Linked DNA regions of Mus musculus: region 1 is linked to region 2. The links are chromatin contacts, called in public HiChIP or PLAC-seq maps. All regions are on one chromosome and are shown on one strand. The core of a region is the stretch at or near the end of the contact, and the rest is flanking DNA. Distances in the headings are between cores, read along the strand shown.

Region 1 (5,294 bases), core at 133-2,632, 67 kb before region 2:
CCTTTCATGGGGGGTTACCTAGGATCATGGGAAAACACAGATATTCAAATTATAATCTGTAACAATAGCAAAATTACAGTTATGAAGTAGCAACAAAAAATATTTTATGGTTGGGAGTCACCACCATGAAAAGAACTGCATTAAAGAGTCTCAGCATTAGGAAGGTTGAGAATCACTGGCTTAGGAGGACAACTTTCAAAGAAGGCTCTGTTTTTAGAAATGAAATACACAAAACCCCTTCACTAACTAAATGATTTCCTGAGTTTTACAAAAATAATAAAATTTCAGTCAGTAAAATTTCTACCTGTCAGATTGATCAGAATTAGTTCCTAACACAAATCTGGAGACTATTCAAGAAGCGCTATTCTGGGAAACTAAATCTTACACATTTAAATTGTATATTAATACTACTACTTCATGCAGTAGAGGCCAACTGGTGGCTACCACCCAGGCATCTGTGACAAGGCGTCCATTTACTCAAAATTAAATTACCTTATAGAGAGACGTATGGATTTGTGTCCGGATGAGACTCTACCTCTCACTCCTCACAGAAGAAACTCGTGATTTATCAGTTATATTTGTATTACCGACGCTTTAAGAAATCGAAGTGAAATGCAATTTTTCTATGCACACGTAGGTTGCACACAGGGTTGCACATGTAGGTGGCCCTTTGTTTATCAGACCACTGTAGGCTTTGCTTGTGCCATTGATGACCCTCCTGACAGCCCTGTAAAGTAAGTATTAAAAGTGGGCTGGAGAGATGGCTCAAATCCCAGCAACCACATGGTGGCTCACAACCATCCGTAATGAGACTTGACCCCCTCTTCTAGGGTGTCTGAAGACAGCTACAGTGTACTTACATATAATAATAAATAAATCTTTAAAACAAAAACAAAAACAAAAAACAAAGTTAACAGCTCTGGATCCTCCAGGGCTTCCAAGCAGCAACGTTTCAAGCCCAGGAAGAGCTAGGGCAGCCTTCTGGGGGTTTGCAAGGGGTAGCTGGGGTTATCACTGAGGGCCAGTAACTAGCGGTTAGCCACCTGGCAGTGTCCAACCGGAGTCCGGACAGACCCGATCCCTCTCCTGGGACGAGCAACCCGGAAGAGTCCACTTTCCGTTCCGCCCCGAGTCCCCTCCCCCGCACGCGCCTGCCGTCCGCGAGCGCGACAGGCACGGGGCTGAGACCGCTGTCCCCGCCCCAGCTCGCTCCTGACAGTGCGCGAGCTGAAGCGACTTCAGGTTTGACCCCAGGACTCGGCTAGCCCTCCGATCCGCCCAAACTACGCGCTTACCTCGGCCCTAACCACCCTCACCGAGGCACTTCCGGAAGCTGGACGGCTGCGCGCATCCGCGGCCCTGGCGACGCGCGGCGCCGGGGCGGAGCGAGGGGCGGGGCGGGGCGGGGCGAGTGAGGGACTACCTGAGACCGGCTTTCCTATTGGCTCCCCAAGAAGTGTCCCAGTTCACGACCCGAGTCTGACCCCTCCCCTCGCAGGGAGCAGGGAGCTCCGGGTTCCCACCAGCATTCATTCCTCGAGATCGGGTTTTCTAACCCAGGCTGAGCCTACAGCCTTTTCGCCCATTTTCAGACCGTCCTGCGCTGGGCCACAGCAGTCACCTCTTATCACTAAGCCCAGTTGACAGAAGCCTCCTGTCCAAATCCAGGTATTCAGTCATGAGTAGCTGACAGACAGGACAGCTTTGGAATAGAGATGCGTCCTCCCCCTAGACCATGGTTAGAAGGGTGGACATCTCCGAAGAAACACGGCAGGGGCGAGGGGAGCATGGTATGTGCACACGCCTGAAAAACTGATCAGTAGGAAAGGAACTCAGCGAGTACTCAAAGTAAGTCCTTGGCGCCGAAAGGCTCGCAGTTCCTTAGAAAACCTTTCACAATCCCGGTTAAAGCAATCGGTGAGTCAGACAGACGTCAAGAGACAAACGTAGTTGACAGGTTACGAGTCTGGCAGAGGCGGAAGTGTCTATCACAGGAGAGCTTGGCTGATTGAGCAGAGACATTTAGCTAGAGACTCGCCTCGTGGGTTATTTTCAATTCTGAGGAACTTCACTTCCAAGATCAGGTGGTTTGGTCGGGACCCTAATAAGGTTCCTGTAAAGCGTGTTGGGCTTTAGTTGAACAACATTCAAGGGAGAGCAGAGTAACTCAAACCCTGGAGTTGTGCAATGAGCCTCTGAGAATCTGACTGAAGCTGAGGCTTTTCCCACGGGAAATATGGAGACATGGCTATACACACATTTCCTTCTGAAATTCAGGGAGAGAATAGAGGCAATCTTGGAATCCACAAAATTCAAGCTGACAGTTCTAGTTAGAACTGTCCCTTTAGCTACTTTTTAAAAATTAAGCTGGCAATTGAGGAGAAGCATGACACTCTTTGAACAGACGGAACAAGCAAAACACATTTTAAAAATAGGAAGACATCTAACTTAGCGGAGGAGATAATAGAAAAGTGCCATCTATTTTCATTTACTTCATAAATATTTACCAGCTGCCTTGTCGGAGCCGGATACTATTCCATTCGATAAGGATATAGCAGTGAACTACACATGCAATGCTCTGGCCCTTAAAATACTATTTTGTGAAGAAAGCTGAGCAATAGGTAAATAAATGCACAGGTAATAAGCATGCTGGGTCATGAAAAGTAGGAAAAAATTAATGAGGTAAGACAGGTGGTATTAGAGTTGTATTACAGTTTATGTACCATGAGGGAGGACGAACAGATAAAACAACCTTGAATTGAGACTAGAAGTTAAGGAGCAAACCTAGTGTACAGGGCAAGTTTTCCAGGCTGAGGAAATAACAAACATCTAAGCCTGGAGACAATAAGAAAAAAAAGTAAAGAGCTCTGAGCTCTGAGCTCTGGACCACAGCAGCAAATAGTTCCCACGTAAGAGTACTGAGGGTGCAAGGCAGAATACATGTGCGTGTGTGTACACATATGTATTATGTGTACCTGTGCCAAGGCCTGTGTGTATGGAGGTCAGAAGGCAACTTTAGAAATCAGTTCTGTCTTCCCACCATGTAGGTTCCAGGATTAAACTGAAGCTTTGTCGACCACTGAGTCTTCTTGCCAGCTTGGCGCCTAGGATTTAGTGCATGCTAATCAAGCACTCTATACCAACGGAGCTCTATCCCCAGACCCCAGAGTACATTCATAATCAAATTCTTAATCATAATTTGTAATCAAATACTGTATGTGTAATATAGTAGAATCAAGAGCAATGCTAACTCAATCAGATATGACCAAGAGGCCAGCAAAATATGTATGTGATGCTTACATATATATGTAAATTATACATACAGATTATACATACAGATAATCTATGTAAGGTATATGTGAAGATTATATGTGTGCATATTATGGTGTTTGTGTGTAGTGCTAGAGCATGAAAAAAACTTTTTTGTAGTTTGCACTTATACAAACTATGAAGTTCTTTATGAAATGTTATTAAACCTAATGGAAAATGGGTCCTATTTGGGTCTGAATAGGCAAGAATCAACATATATAAGGTTCCATATGAAACATCTTAATGCTTTCATTGTGAGACTATTGGTTAAAATTATTAAAACTTGAAAACTGCATAATTCGTTTGCAAGAGCTACTGACTTATATGAGGGACTATGGAAGTTAATAGTAACAAATGATATTAAAATATAAATATGTAGCTAATAATGTAACTTATCCATTTGCAGTTTTTGTGAAGTGGTTTTTTTTTTTTTTTTTTTTTTTGGTGTTTTACTTTGACAATGGTTAAAACCACCAAAAATAAACTAAACTTAGAAGGAGGCCTTAACAGTGTCCATATTCCAGAATAGCAAAACAGCATTTGCTCAAATCCAGTGTCTGTTATATTTTAACAAGAACTTTATTTAATAAATATGTGTTTTTCATTCTTACCTTGTCCTTTTGCTTTCTTGCATATTTCATAGATATATAAGCACAGAGGACAGGATAATTACTAGATTAGCTTTAAAATAGTTAACTGACTGACGTGCTTGAACAAAAAGTACAGAAGAAGTACAGAACCTTGTTCTAACTACATTCTGGCCACGCAGCACAGAGTGGGAGCATGTAAAAGCCATATTATTTATGCCTCTCCCCAAATTAGAGTATCTCAGAGGCAATGCCGGCAACTGGATCTTTTAAACAACTGTTTTAACGCAGTTCTGTTGTTACTGATCTGGGGAACAAAACCACAATTCATGATTTTAAAGCTTCATCCATGAGAGCCGGAGAGATGGCTCAGTGGTCAAGAACACATACTGCTCTTGCAGAATACCAGAGTTTGTATCCTCGCACCAATCTTGAGTGACTCACTTGGAGATCTGATGCTCTGTACTCTGAAGCCACCCTTAATGGTATGCATAAACAGACATGTACACATATGTATACATAAAACACATTTAAAAAAAAAAAACAAACCTCACCTTGATCTTCAAAAGACAAATAGGTGTGATTATTTGCAATATTAGTGAGTTTTCAGCAAATGTAATAAATACCCAAGAAATAGTTGGTTTGCAGTTTGGGTTGATTTTGGTCCATCATGGTTTGTCCTTTTAGCTTCAGATCCTGAGGCAAGTTAGCACTTCATGGCAGAAGTGTATAGGTAATAAAGGCACTACTTATGTCACGGAAACCAAAGACAAGTACGGTGGTATCTACTCTTCTATTCAAAGCCATACCCCTGAGGGGCTGGAGAGTTGGCTGGCTCAGTGGTTAAGAGAATTCCATGCTCTTCCTGAGGACCCAGCTCAATTCACAGCAACCACATGGTGGCTCGAAAAGGAATTCCAGAGGCTCCACTGCTCTCTTCTGACCCCTAAGGGCATCAGACATGCATATGGTGCATAAACACATATGCAGGCAAAACACTCATGCACATACATTAAAAAAAAAATTAGCCAAAATCATGCCTGCAATAATTCAAAGACCCTTAACTAGTGATGCCACCACTTCTTTGTTTGATTGTTTGTCTTATAAAATAAAATTTTACTCACTTTGGCCTAGAACTCATCGTCATCCTCCTGCCTCAGCCTCCCGAGCCAAGCCCTACCTATAGAATGTGTTGTCATGGTTGGTTTGGAGAGGTATCTGTGGTTAAAACCCTAAGCCCTTTCTTAGAGGGGAGACCAGGGCTTGATATTTTTAAGAACCCCCAGTGCTCCGAATGTTGAGGCCACAGAAGGACTTGGAGAGCTTCAGGCCAGCCAGACTGTGCGGCACAAGCATGTTCCAACAAACAAGCACAAATGAACCAGAGCTCCAAAGCCT
Region 2 (4,773 bases), core at 2,012-4,511:
CACAAAGGTGATCCCTTTCTGAAATCTTAAATAAGATTGTAAAGATACAGTTACATTCTGTGGTTCTGGATAGATGTATATTTTGGGAGTACAGGGGATTATTCAAAATCTGGGTGTGGTTTTCTTAAACCACATTCTGTGTTAAGGCTAGTCAGTTGCTGGCCAGCTTCCTTTGGAAACTTGTGAAGAACACATTCTGCTGGAGATTTCGACTTTTCGGAAAGATACTGGACTCAGTCTTCAAGTATGGGGCCATATAAGCCACAGAGCATGGCCATGTGGTGTTGAGGCAATGGGACGAGCACTAGGATGCTGGAGAGGGAGAGCACCAGAATTCACAGGGAAGACAGCACTAGGATCTTTATCTCGTCCTCTTCTCATCTCTTCATGTCTCTCCTCAGCTCTCAGCTTTCAAACTCCAAACAGTAACAAACACATTTGGAGTTTTATGAAATTGATTGGAACCAAAGCAAGAATCTGAGTTATGAGGGAAGAGACTCATGGCTATGCCACTGGAAACAAACTGATTCAGAAGAAGCACCAAGTAAGCAAACAGTAGATGGCGGCGTAGAAGGGACACTTCAGTACAGTTGCCTGAGGCTTGTTTATTGCTGGGATGTTGGTACTGTCCCTAGTATCTAAAGAACCAGCTGAGGCTGGGAGGACTGCAGTGTTTCATTCGTCCTGTATGGGCACATTTGTGAGCCATTGTCATAATATTAATATCTTTCCTGGAAGTCCCTAGAAATCTCAGTCACCACCTTTGGGTCCATGTTTGAAAAGGGATGTATGTATGTGTGGTGAAGAATCAAACAGGAAACAAGAGGTCCCAGTGTGGATGCTGTCTTAAAGAGAAAACCCCATTTTAATTTGATGGGCTAATGCCCATAGCATCATCTGAATACTAAAGAATGAAACCCCTGATAAATAGAGGTGATCATAAGAATTAAGCCGAAACGACTAGCAGTAGATCCAAATTAATATTTACTAAAAGTAAGGAAGTACTAATCAAGCACTCCATCCTTTCTGAGAGTGTTGTTGGATTGTGGGTCATGCCTCTGCTAAGGACTGGTGTATTCTGATTCCATTCAGAGATGCAGTGAAGAAACATGAAGCCCAGGCCAGGATTTCCAAGGAGAGTTTCCCAGAGAGCAAAGACCAAATGAAATCTTGTTTCTTTTCTAGTTGAATTCTTTAGTCTATAAATATGTTCACATTGGATGCCAAGTTGAGATGTAGGAGGCCCCGAGAATATTTTTTTCTTCACTTTACCAAAACCTTTGTTCATATGGTTGAACTGTATGTGAAAGCCTAAGCAGTTTTCTAGAAATACTAACATTTTCTTGAATTCAGTAACAGTTGTATTGTTTGGAATCATGAGTATGTCAGGCTTATTGTATATTTGGGATTAAATTAAGCTGCTTTATCACAGATCATAGTTATGCTGAACTCTTTACCCTTCTTTGACAGGTCTTAACAGTATGTTCTATACTGACTTGGAATCTATGATCCTTCTGCCTCAGCCCCCAGGGTGCTGACTTCCATTGGCAGTTATGCTAGTTATGAGGCTACAAAAATAAAAATTACTCAAGTTTTCTCCTTAGTCAGAGGCTGCCTGTGGAAAGGTGGCCTTACTTGCCCTGTTTCAGGTTACCTTTCCTCCCCAATCAATCAATCAATCAATCAATCAGTAAACAAACAAACAACAGTTCTTCTCTTTAAGGGAAGAGGAATGGATGGGGGGGGCACACCTTATTTAGGAAATGAGGTCATCATGAGTAAAGCATTATGGATGGAAGTAGAAGATTGAGGTAGCAGTAAACCAGGACTTAGGCTTTTGAGTCTTCTGCTGTCAGCTCAAAGGCTATTAGAAGAGAGCAAGGAGACTAGGGGTGGGAGAGTTTGCACTGGAGCTGTGGATATTAGCATTATTACATTAGGCCCTGGGTGTCTGCCTCAGCAGCTTGTGGCATTTCTCACATGCAACGATACAAAATAGAGGGAGGTTTGCATGTCTGTGGGATGCTTTTTAATGTGTACCCTGCCTTGTTAATTCCAGTTGCCATGATCTATCCACACTCCTAGATCCATGTCCTCAACACAAGGGTGTTGACAAACCTTCCTGGATCTCTGTCCTTATAGTAGTCTGAGCCCTTCAGGCAGGAGCTAGGGACAGTTGCATTATTTTTTCTGTCAGGGCCTGCTACCATCAATGCTTGATGCCTAGTGTCTTAAGATTGTGTCTTGTGTCTGTCTTGTCTGCTGTGAGGTCATTCTTCTCTCCATACTCTAGAATAGGAAACTTGGTGCTACATAGACACAAGGAAACAGGATTTATAACAATAGAAAACATCTTGGCTGATTTTAGGAAGACTATCTCTTAGCAGCATTTCTCAGGATTCACATAGTTTCTTTCACCCATCCCTAGCCAGGACTAATTCTCTTCATAATGAAAAAAAATTAATTTGTAGGGGTTGGAAAGATGGCTCAGTGGTTAACAGCACTTGTTTCTCTTCCAGAACACTTGGGTTCAGTTCCTAGCACCCACGTATAACTTGTAACTGTCTATAACTGAAGATTTAGGGGATCGATAGCCTCTTCTGGCTTCTGAAGGCACCAGACATGAATGTGGTGCACATAAATACATGCAGCCAAAGAACTCATAAAAAATAATATAAATCAATCAAAACCGTTTCTTAAGTGAAATGTAGCTTGTAAGAAGGAGCTGGGCTGAATGAGCTGCAGTACTCATTACTGAACTGAGCGTGGGACAGGAGGACGCTCGACTTCTCTGGAATCTGGAAACAAAGGAGTAGTGAGAGACCATGGTACATGCGGCATGCACACTCACACACAGCAGTTGCCAAGAACTGGAGGGAAATAACTGATTTCAAAACATAAATAGCTGAATTCTTTTACATTCTTGAATTCATTGAGAAGGTAAACAAGCCTGTGAAACATTTTTGGTGGGTAAGATTTATGGTTCTAGAGAGTGGTTTTCAAGCTTCCTAATGCTGCAACACTTTAATATAGTTCCTCATGTGACCCTAACCATGAAATTATTATCATTGTTACTTCATAACTGTAATTTTGCTACTGTTATGAATCATAATGTAAGTATATGATTTCCGATGGTTCTAGGCCACCCCTGTGAAAGAGTCATTTGACCCCACAAAGGAATTGCAACCCACAGGTTGAGAACCACTACTCTAAAGAACTTATTGGGCAAAGGAGCAATGACAAAGCAGACTGCTTGAACTAGCAGGTCTCAGTGGTGCTGCTCTTTCAGGCAGGAGAACAGGAAATGCTTCTTATTACTCAACAGGCACAGTAAAATACAACTAGAGAGAGTCGTGTGTGTGTGTGTGTGTGTGTGTGTGTGTGTGTGTGTGTGTGTGTGTGTGACTGAAACACCAGCACCTGTGAGGCTGAGGCAAGAATTTGAGACAAACTCAGTCTATATAGAACCTGACTCAAAAGAGACAGGGAAAATGTTACTTAATCTTAGTATCAATTTAAGTTAGAATGCAAGGCAAAAGTTGGCTCTTGACTAGTGGGTGTTGCTGGTCCTGCCAAGTCTATATAAGCAATGTTCTTCAGCCCTGATCAAAATGAAGCTGTAACTAATGACTGCTGAGTTAGAATGCTTTGGTGGAATTTGTAAACTAGCTTTTGTAATTTATGCATACAGTATAGATAAATGCAAACAGAAAGTGTGTTTTCTTTCTGAACTGTGAGTGAGGTTTTTCCTTTTCTCTACCCTTGGAGCCTTATCAAAGGGTGTTGGCTTAGGGTATCTGGTTAGACAGGAGTGGCTCAGGAACCTGTTTGCTGCTGAGTTGGCAAAGTGGACACCACTGTATTAACAGAGAGCAGATGTGAAGAGTTGAGTACTGCTGGAGCCATTTGTCACCTCCTTGGTTGTGTCACTGTTTAAAACAAAACAAGCAATGTAAAGTCTACCTACCTACACAGGAAACAACATGGAATTTACCCACCCATATAAAAAGCCCCATGCAGCTTTGCCAAACATGTGGAATAGAAATATAACTTACCTCTGGATTAATGTTCTGGAACATAATGTCACAGTTATTTGTTTTTAAAATCTCTAGTTGTTAGGAAATTATAGATTTGTGTGGGTCAGTGAAAATATGACAGCTAACATAGATGCAGTGCTAGTAAATGGAAAATTTGGTCATATCTGCCCAAAAGCTAAATAAGCAGAAGAGACGTCATGTATCAGTTTGCCAGTTTGCAGACTTTCATGTGACAAGGTAAGTCTAAGATTTCAGATTTTAGTCTCTATGCATTGATGCTACTTTAATAATAAGGCCTGTATTAAATGGATTCAAGCCCTATATCAAATGTCCTACTTAAAATCTTACATGCTCTACAGGGTTACTTTTATAAACATACATTTCTTTTGTGTGCACACGTACTATGTCAGTTTTTCACTATGTGAATGTACATGTTCTCTTTAGGAACCAAGAATTATTTATTAGATTTAAGCTTTATATCTTTAAGAAATCAGATACTTCTAAGGCAGAGCTTTTGACTAGAATTGCTGTGGGCTTGAAGACGTTTAGGTTAGTGTTTGCCAGCCACTTGATGCTGGGTGAGCTTCCCTGCTGACCTGCCTCCTTCTATGCCAGATGCTAGGGCTATAGGACTTCACCTCCCTTGAGAATCACTGGGAAATGCAATAACCTTAGGGACTTTGCTAGTGCAGGGTAAATTTGAGTGCATATAAACATCAAGTACAGAGACAATGGC

The links. HiChIP or PLAC-seq counts read pairs in DNA pulled down with a chosen protein or histone mark.
Region 1: a contact with region 2 is called in an H3K4me3 HiChIP or PLAC-seq map of bone marrow-derived macrophages, with 4 times the contacts expected there. The contact joins the promoter of Zkscan6 here to the enhancer-like site in region 2. A contact is called at or near these places in 11 of 39 promoter capture datasets (the 3T3-L1 cell line, the C10 cell line, the HPC-7 cell line and 9 more), 2 of 15 datasets of contacts at CTCF or cohesin (CD8 T cells and the NIH/3T3 cell line), 10 of 484 Hi-C or Micro-C datasets (3T3-L1-derived adipocytes, CD4 T cells, Th1 cells and 7 more), 8 of 115 datasets of contacts at active chromatin or transcription factors (the 230-238 cell line, CD8 T cells, the HPC-7 cell line and 4 more) and 3 of 9 other capture datasets (adipose tissue, liver and pancreatic islet).

What each region holds. Positions count from the first base shown.
Region 1 is chr11:65,803,263-65,808,556 of GRCm38.p6, reverse strand. It overlaps Zkscan6 (zinc finger with KRAB and SCAN domains 6), which reads right to left and starts at 1,382. Exons shown (of 7, transcript NM_001302374.1): 1 at 1,296-1,382.
Region 2 is chr11:65,739,094-65,743,866 of GRCm38.p6, reverse strand. All of the region lies in intron 2 of Map2k4 (mitogen-activated protein kinase kinase 4), which reads left to right. Among named protein-coding and RNA genes, the nearest start is that of Mir744, 6.6 kb to the right of the region's middle. Within about 2 kb of position 3,261, at least 51 of the 459 cell types and tissues checked have an H3K27ac peak or open chromatin away from gene starts, as enhancers often do. A contact at or near this core is called in the HPC-7 cell line, Th1 cells, bone marrow-derived macrophages and 2 more, where this site is marked.